Regions from separate parts of the Zea mays genome. Here region 1 is linked to region 2. The links are chromatin contacts, called in public Hi-C maps. All regions are on one chromosome and are shown on one strand. Each heading gives the region's core, a stretch centred on a gene start, on an enhancer-like site or on the middle of the called end of the contact. The rest is flanking DNA. Distances are from core to core; before and after follow the strand shown. Region 1 holds the start of LOC103643119 (traB domain-containing protein). Region 2 overlaps LOC109943490 (a long non-coding RNA gene).

What was found. Hi-C and Micro-C count contacts between places; a contact is called where the count stands out from the background.
Region 1: a Hi-C map of endosperm shows a contact between it and region 2, with 2.9 times the contacts expected there. The contact joins the promoter of LOC103643119 here to the enhancer-like site in region 2. A contact is called at or near these places in 9 of 25 Hi-C or Micro-C datasets (bundle sheath, ear, endosperm and 3 more).

What each region holds. Positions count from the first base shown.
Region 1 is chr1:201,718,623-201,723,043 of Zm-B73-REFERENCE-NAM-5.0, forward strand. LOC103643119 (traB domain-containing protein) reads left to right here and starts at 2,732. Exons shown (of 7, transcript XM_008666274.4): 1 at 2,732-3,171; 2 at 3,276-3,391; 3 at 3,485-3,573; 4 at 3,665-3,739; 5 at 4,017-4,109; 6 at 4,270-4,368. The coding sequence starts at 2,819.
Region 2 is chr1:201,432,171-201,436,669 of Zm-B73-REFERENCE-NAM-5.0, forward strand. It overlaps LOC109943490 (a long non-coding RNA gene), which reads right to left. Exons shown (of 6, transcript XR_004855452.1): 4 at 3,518-4,499; 5 at 2,991-3,149; 6 at 1,679-2,537. Among protein-coding and RNA genes, the nearest start is that of LOC109943490, 6.9 kb to the right of the region's middle. Within about 2 kb of position 1,976, at least 13 of the 20 cell types and tissues checked have an H3K27ac peak or open chromatin away from gene starts, as enhancers often do. A contact at or near this core is called in ear, endosperm and tassel, where this site is marked.

The sequences.
Region 1 (4,421 bases), core at 1,482-3,981, 290 kb after region 2:
CGCCGCCTCGCACCAGGCCGCGGACCGTCCGGCCCCTGCGCGCGGACCGTCCGCCCCTGTGCAGAGGGCACCGCCGCCGGTTCTTCTTGAGTGATTGGCGCTCCGAAAAAGCGTCAACATACTTTTGGCGACTCCGCTGGGGACTAGGTGTCTAGATCTGCTAAAAATCGGCCCATAAATGGCCGGTTCTAAGGATCACACCAAGATCTCCACTACCAACATCATCAAGCCGGCCATGGAGGCGCTCCCGGCTGATGACCAAAGGCCCTTTGAAGACCTCGTAATGCGCGATGAGAAGGAGGTGATGCGGCAATGGAACGAACAACGCGACAAGGAAGAGGCGGGACTGCTGCATAAACTCTCCGAACGACGCAAGGAGGCGGCGGACAAGTACTTGTCACACTTCACGGTGGATCGCCACCAGAAGATCGTCCGTCAAGGGGAGATCGATATGGAATCTCTCCTACCTCCACTGCAGGGTCCCGCTGTAAGTACTCCAGATCTATCTCTTACGACTTTCATGGATCAACGAGGAGATCAGTTAAAGCAATATGTAGATGAATCTATTAAAATACATTTACGTGCATACGAGAAATCAGCTGCTCCTAATTTTCCATCGCGAGAGTCTAATACAGTGCCACCCACGTCAAACACATTGGCTATAAACGGGTCACCTTTGACCCAGCCATCATATGGTATGCCGATGCACGCTTTCGTGCCACCATCACAGCCGCAACCACTAGTCACGCGGCAGGTACTGGACGCGACCGGACCGTCCGAGCATCATCTCAGACAGTCCGGTTATACCGCGGACCGTCCGGCGTATTTCGCCGGACCGTCCGACCAGATGCAGGCCCGCACACAAAACACTCAGGTCGCACCGTACATGGCCGGACCATCAGGATACAACCCTGAACACTTCGGCCCCATCACGGACCGTCCGGTGCATCACGCCGGACCGTCCGGATATGTTGCGGACCGTCCACCATCTTACGCCGGACCGTCCGAATATGGCATGAACCGGCCGACGTATTACGCTGGACCATCCGACTCTACACGAGTCCATGCGCAGACTGCCCAAGTCACGCCATATATGGCCGATCCATCCGGGCACAGCCCTGGACCATTCGGCCCGATCGCAGACCGTCCAGTTCTTTACGACAGACGGTCTGGGTACGAGACTACCCACGTAGCACCATATACGGCTGGACAATCCGGATATACCTTCAGACCATTTGGCCAGGTCGCGGACCATTCGGCCTCTTACGCCGGACCGTCCGGATATGCATACGCAGAGCCGAGAGCTGCGCAATACGCACAGTTCCCACATTCATCGCAGCAACATTATGGTGCCCCACCAGCAACACATTATAATCATGCCATACCACCTCATGGACATAGGGCTGAATACTATTCGGCCACAAGAGAGCCTGAGGGGTATATGGCAGGAGCTGGTGACATTAATAGGACACCTAACACACACCTCAAACATACCTGGGAGGAAAGCCGACAGAGTAATGTCAGGCAACCTGAAATCTCCACCCACAAACTTAATGGATGGTCGCCAGACATGGCAGAGAGGGTCAGAGACGAGGTAGCCGGGATGTTCAGGGACAAACTCGGTGTTAGTGTGTCAGGTACAGGGCAATCGTATCGGAAGCCTTATAGCCACCGATTCGACACCGTGCCATACCCACAGGGAACTAGAATACCAGACTTCTCTAAGTTTTCTGGTGAAAGTGGGAAAAGCACACACGAACATATAAGCCAATTCATAGCACACTTGGGAGAATTGGCTGATGGGGAAGCCTACCGCGTTCGTTTATTCTCGTTGTCCCTTACTGATACTGCATTTGCATGGTACGCAGCTTTGCCACCAAACTCTATTAACTCTTGGGAAGAATTAGAGCAGAAATTTCATGAACACTTCTTCTCAGGAGAACATGAGTTAGAATTGGCTGACTTAGCTTCAGTCCGACAGGGGTCTGAAGAATCAGTTAATGACTATATCCGGAGATTCCGGGACACTAGAAACCGATGCTTTCAGATTCATGTCGCAGAAAAACAACTGACAGGGCTAGCTTTCAATGGGTTGCGATCCTACTTAAAAGAAAAATTAGACGGCGCCCAATTCTTTTCATTAGTGCACTTACACCAGCGGGCTATGACCTGTGAAAGCCGAAGTAAGGAAACATCAAAATCGGCTAGCCATAAGATGCATTTAGTGGGATACGATAATTCGGACGATGAATCCACGGATGTATACACCGCCGAACTGGTTTGGCCAGGACAGGCTAAACCTTCAGCGTGTTCTGCTTTACAGTCAATTCGAAAGAATCGACAAGAGGAAGTTAAGTTTACTTTTAATGTTGCCAAATGCGATAAAATATTTGACGAGTTACTGAAAAACGACAACATTAAATTAACTCATACTATTCCTCCTCCTGATGAATTAAAGAGGCGTGCTTATTGTAAGTGGCATAATTCCTTTTCTCATGCCACCAATGATTGTAATGTTTTTCGTCGACAGATACAATCGGCCATAAATGAGGGTCGATTGGCTTTTCAGGAGATGCAAGTAGACACACAACCCTTTCCTGTTAATACAATAGAACTCACATGCAAAAAGGTCTTCTTCCGGAATTACCATGTATGCAAAAAGTTTTGCAACACACGGCCCATGTATGTACGGCCCATATCAATGGAATTAGCAGAAAGAATCACCGCACGCGAGCGTGACTGCCGCCGATCGCGGTTCCATATCCCATTCATATCCTCCCCGCGGCGCGCGGCCGCGCCAGCACCACCCAGCAACCAGATGCGCAGCCGACCCGCCAGTATGGCAGCGGGGCCCACCCCATCCGCCGCGGCGGCGTCGTTGCGGCCGCCGCCGCCGTGTTTCGACTACCGGGCGGCCGTGCTCGCCGACACGCGCGCCGCCGCCGCAGGGAACCCTGCGCTGGCGGGGCTGATCGAGTCCGGTGCGCTCGTGCGCGTCCCGCGGCGGCGGTTCGGCCCGGTCCCGGCGTGGCGCCCGCCAGACTTCGTGGAGCCTGAGGATGTGTGGATCCTCGGCACCTCGCACCTCTCCCGGGACTCCGTCGCCGACGTGGAGCGCGTCCTCCGCGCCGTCCAACCCGACAATGTCGTCGTCGAGCTCTGCCGGAGCAGGCAAGGCCACGCCTTCCCTTAAACTTTAAGCCGCTTAAAGAAGTGTCGTCGATCTTCTTCCGGGGGCGGGGCTAACTGACGCCGTTGCAGAGCCCTCACTTCAGAGCTGGAATCATGTACGCGTCCAGTGATTCTTCCGACGAGCCGCTTTTGAAGTCCAACATGTTCTCTCTCGGTGGCTCCAAGTTCTTCGGCGCAGTCAGTAGAAGCATCAACCTGGGTGAGAGCAACCGACCCTTGCCTCGTGTTTACCATTTCCCATCAGAACTCACGGAGACCTGCTGATCTTGTTGGTTTCTTTGGGCTGGCACAGGTGGGCAGAGCGCTCTTGCTCTGCGTCTGCTCCTCGCTGTTTTTTCGTCTAAAATTGCTTCCAGTGCGAACCGGCCGTTTGGAGAAGAGGTATTTGCTAATAACCTGACACGTAAGTTTTCTTCAGACATTGTGATAACTTAGCAACTGAATTCTACTACCGTATACTGTATTTTGGTAGTTCCGGGCAGCTAGGAGGGTGTCTGAAGATATTGGAGCTCAGCTTGTTCTTGGGGATCGCCCCATTGAAATAACTGTATGTGGCTTATTATCTACACAATGGTTTTCTTCAATTGCAGATTTGTGCACTGAACTTGCATTGCTAACTCTGTAAAGTACTCTACTCCCTCCGTTCCAAATCATATGGCATTTTGACTTTTCTAGATACGTTACTTTTATTATCTATCTAGACATACTGTGTATCTAAATACATAGCAAAAGCTACGAGTCTAGAAAAACAAAATATCTTATAATTGGAAATGGGGAGTACAACTGATAAAATAGCTGAAGCTCATGTCAGATTGTTCATTCAGCTTGAACGAGCATGGAAATCCCTTACATGGGATCAAAAGGCAAAGCTACTAATCTCACTGTTCCGCGGAATTACTTCTAAGACTCACACGCCGGTGAGTACCTGTATTCATTTTGTCAGTCCTCAGTTGTAATTGCCCGAAAGAAAATGCTGACAGGTCTTTTTAGTACAAGGATGTATCATGAACCAAATGCCGGAGAAACCATTTTTTACTGCCGTTGTCTGCTGACATCCTTGTTCGATTACCATTGTAGCAGGATGAGAAAGCCGCCGTCAGCCCATACGAGTTGTACGAGAAACTGAGCACATCTTACCCTGCACTGTTGCAGCCTCTCATACATGAGCGCGACATGGTACGAGCATGGTTCCGAACAGTTACCTACATCAGGCTCTGGACGATACTTCA
Region 2 (4,499 bases), core at 726-3,225:
TTAGCTTTACAAATACATACATGTGCAGAACAATATATGTAATTTCAAAAATAACAACCGGCCGGCGCCTAGCTGCGTCCGCTGCCCTGTGGGCCCAGCGCCAGCCCGGCCGCCCGCCCCCACAGCGCACTCTCCACATCAGGGCGCAAAATATATTGCACAACTGAAATTCGAACACACGACTCCCCGTTCCGAACATCTAGCGCCTACCTTCGGATTACACATTCCTTTGAACTTAATAGGGATAAATAATTTAAATATGCATATAATAATATTTAGAAACCGGAGTCCGTACCAAATTGCCTTAGTGTGTATATATATAGCGAGCCATCGTCCCGGCCGTCGTGACGTACGTACCTGCAGCAGAGGTAGATAGATAGTTTCGATCTGTTAATTAGCTTCTATAGTCCGCTGGTGATATGGAGCTCGCCGGCGTCGGCGGCCTCGAGGACGAGGACTGGTACGATGTGGGCACGACGACGGCGCCGGCCGCGACGAAGCCGCCGCCGCTCACCCACGACGACAACCGCGGCTTCCTCCGGATGCTTCGCGAGAAGAAAGAGAGGTGATATATTGCGCCAACAGATGAACTATAGTAACATGCATGCTGCATGCATCGATCAATCTGTTATTATCATATTATTCTAGATATGAGTTGCAAAGTCCGGCCCTGATGAACTGGCTGGCATGGTCGGAGCGCAGGCTGGGCGTGGAGGCGCACAAGGTGGAGGTGCGGTTCGAGAGGCTCGCCGTGGAGGCGGACGTCCGCGTCGGCAGCCGCGCCGTCCCGACGCTGCTCAACTCCGCCGTCAACGCCGCCCAGGTAATAACGACACGACGGACCCCGCCGCCGTCGTCGTCGTCGTGTTTCATCTACGTACGCCGCCGCAGCCGCGATGCACTAGTAGTAGCTGTTCCGTTCGTCGCATTGATTCCTTCCTTGGTTTTCTTTGTGGCTTTGTCTCTCCTCCTTCCTCCTATGGATGGTGCATGCATATAGCATTAGCATTGCTGCTGCAAGCTGCAAGGAGTTTTCTTTTTTCTTTTTTTCCCGAAAAGATCGACTTCTATCTGCCTATTTTTTACATATATGATTTCGTATAATTTCGTTCGTCGGAAAGATAGAAATTAAAAGGGCTGTGGATTTGGTGAGACACGTCGAATGGATTGTCCTCCCATCCTAAACACCTTTGCTCTGATCCGTTTTCCGTTGAGGTGCTTGCGAACGATCCAAGCTGCAGCAACAGGTGCACGCAATAAATACGTCCGTCCGTCCGTGTAGCGTTTTTAGGTTACACCGGAGCTCCGTGCAAGGAGAAACGTGTATCGATCTCGCTAGCAGCCGCGCTTGTACACCGGTTAAACTTTTTAAAACTGGCTAGATTTGATAATATCAATATTTATAGTTCGAAACATGTTTGTTTTTAAAAAAACATATTCCATTATAGATTAATCTACTTATTACGCATCCTAATATCAGTATATTAGAAAAGTTTAACCACTCTAAAAGTCAGATATATGTTCTTTCCAAATAAACAGAGGAAGTAGTTAGCAGAGCATGGTTGGTTCCATCTACTACTGTCGATAAAAAAAAGATCAAATTCTGCAAGTTTGAAACAACAAATACTAGTACGACGTACGTTGGACCATATTAAAACAACACTTGCATCATTCAGAGTTATGGCACTATGCATGGATCTTATAGTATTTCCTGAGATTTAGGACGTTGAAAGAAGCAATTAGAGTAATGTATAGTGGATTGCTGGCGGATCTTTGTAGTTAGCTTTCTATTATTAATTTATGATCAACTTGTGACTAAACTGGCTATAGCAGTATAGCCTGCTTTTCTTCTCTCTCTCCTCAGTCTTGCCAAGCTTCGAGTTCCTCATTTACTCGTGGTAGGAAGCAGCGCAGACCATGACGTTGACGAGACCGCCTTTAATGTGGGCCTGTCCGATCCCCCAGCCTGCCGCATCATCAGTAGTGCTTCTTGGCGTCCCCCTGCGCGCTGGGAGTGAACCAAGAGAACCCAACACGTCTGCTAGATTCCTCATGATTAATGAGGCTCATCTTGTGCCCAAATAGATAGTGGGACATTGATGCATCAGCAGGTTCTATGCTGTAAGAAAAACATAAATAAAAATTACAAAATCACGACTGTAAGCGGGTTTGTAAATCTGCAGACAACCTTAGGCCAGTTCGAATTGAACACATGGAGTTCAGTCCAGAATCGAAAGGATACCGCGCCTCGTTACGGTTACGCTGCTGCGTGCTTTAGCGAGAGCTAAAATACAAGTGTATGGCATGCATGTGTTTGTTTTACAATGCAAAGTTGGTAGGTCATATTCGGGGAAAAAGAGAGAGAGAGAGAGAGAGATTTCTGATGATGAGTTTATTTTGCTTTCAGGAATTAGCGACGTCTGTCCATATGTGTGTTACCAGGAAAAGACCTATGAGAATCATAAACGAAGTAAGCGGGGTCATCCGGCCGTCAAGGTACATGTCTCCTCATGCGCACAGACTTGGATCCCAGCATCCTGTTGTATGTCAAACATAAGCGCTTGATCAGATTTAGCGGAAAAGTTAATAAAAATGCATGCGTATGAATTTTATAGTCTGTTATTAGCCAACAGTTTGACTTAGGATAAACTTAGGTCCCTCATATTTCAGGACGAAGGGAGTAATTCGTTAAGATATATACTGAATTTTATATCCCATTCTGTCAGGATGACGCTCCTTCTGGGAGCGCCTGGATCAGGCAAGACGACTCTTCTAAAAGCGTTGGCAGGAAAACTGGATTCTTCTTTGAAGGTACACTGAGTTGCTTTCATGCTAACCAAAGTATTTGTCAACATAAAAAGAGGCAAAAAAAAACAGACAATACTGTGAAGCATCAACTAACATAAATATATGTTGCCAATGACTGTGAACAGTTCAAGGGAAAAGTCATGTACAATGGAGAAGAAATGAATCACTCAACACCGCAGTACCTGCGTGCTTATGTTAGCCAGTATGATCTCCATCATGCTGAGATGACAGTGAGGGAGACAATCAACTTCTCTTCTAAGATGTTCGGAACCAATAACGAATTCGGTAAGACATACTCTTGCATATAGTGAGCTTTCCATTTTGAAGGTCATTGGAATGTGCTGCAATTTATGACAAGGCAAACACGTTAAAACTCAAGAAGAAAGTATCTACATGATACTCCAGATAAATCAAATTTTCCATGGCAACTATACTGACACAAATTTCCTGTTTGTACGGAATGACAAATCCAGAGATGCTAGGAGAAGCAATAAGAAGAAAAAAGGGTGTCATCAATAAAGTGGACCAAGATCTTGATTCGTTCATTAAGGTAGCTCTTCTTTACTAAGATTTTTGAAAGACCGGATTATGTTTTGTTTGGTTACTCAAATAGCTCGTCTCTCAGGCCACCACCTTTGGAGAAGGAAGCAACCTCACAACAAACTACATTATCAAGGTAATTTAGTTACTTGTTTGATTTGCTGTATACCTTGATGATACAATAGTAACAGTTGATTGTATGCAGATACTTGGCCTGTCTGAGTGTGCTGATACCCTAGTAGGAGACGAGATGAGGAGAGGAATATCTGGAGGGCAAAAGAAAAGAGCCACAATTGGTAAGCATTCCTATCATGGCTGATTGTAAAATACATAGCTATAGGATTTATTTAGCTGCCACTGGAAGCACACACTTCAATCTGAAACAAAGCCACATTAACTGACATTCCACCACCTCAAGAACGCAAAAGGTTCTTACCAGGGCAGGAATCTTCATGATAACGAATAATGAGTAGCTCTAAAATTGAATGCTTAACTAACCAGAATATTAGAATAAGGAACAGAGTAAAGATATAGTTAACTGGAACCTAACCTAAGTTGGCATACATTAACGTGATGTTGTTTAATGCAGGGGAGATGCTGGTTGGTCTAGCAAGGTGCTTCTTTATGGATGATATATCAACAGGTCTAGATAGCTCCACGACATTTGAGATCATGAAGTTTCTCCAACAGATGGCCCATTTGATGGATCTCACAATGGTTATTTCCTTGCTGCAACCACCTCCTGAGACATTGGAATTATTTGACGACATTATACTTTTATGTGAGGGGCAAATTGTGTATCATGGTCCTCGAGAAAATGCTACGGACTTCTTTGAAAGTATGGGATTCAAATGCCCTGACAGAAAGAATGTAGCCGATTTCCTTCAAGAGGTAATAAACCATCAAATGAGCCTAACTGCCTAGAATTTTCTTTCGTCTTAATATAATGATATGTTGCGTGTTTGAGAAAAAAAGAAATAGCTAAACATAACAGTGATGCCTAGAAGGAATAGCTAAACATAACAGTGTTTGAGGATAAGTTTCGAGATATTTTTTTTGACTGTTTGAGGATAACTAATACATCAGATCCACAAAATTAAGAAGGAAGTAGATGACTTACAATTATGTGCAGGAGCGTAAAATGTCGCTAT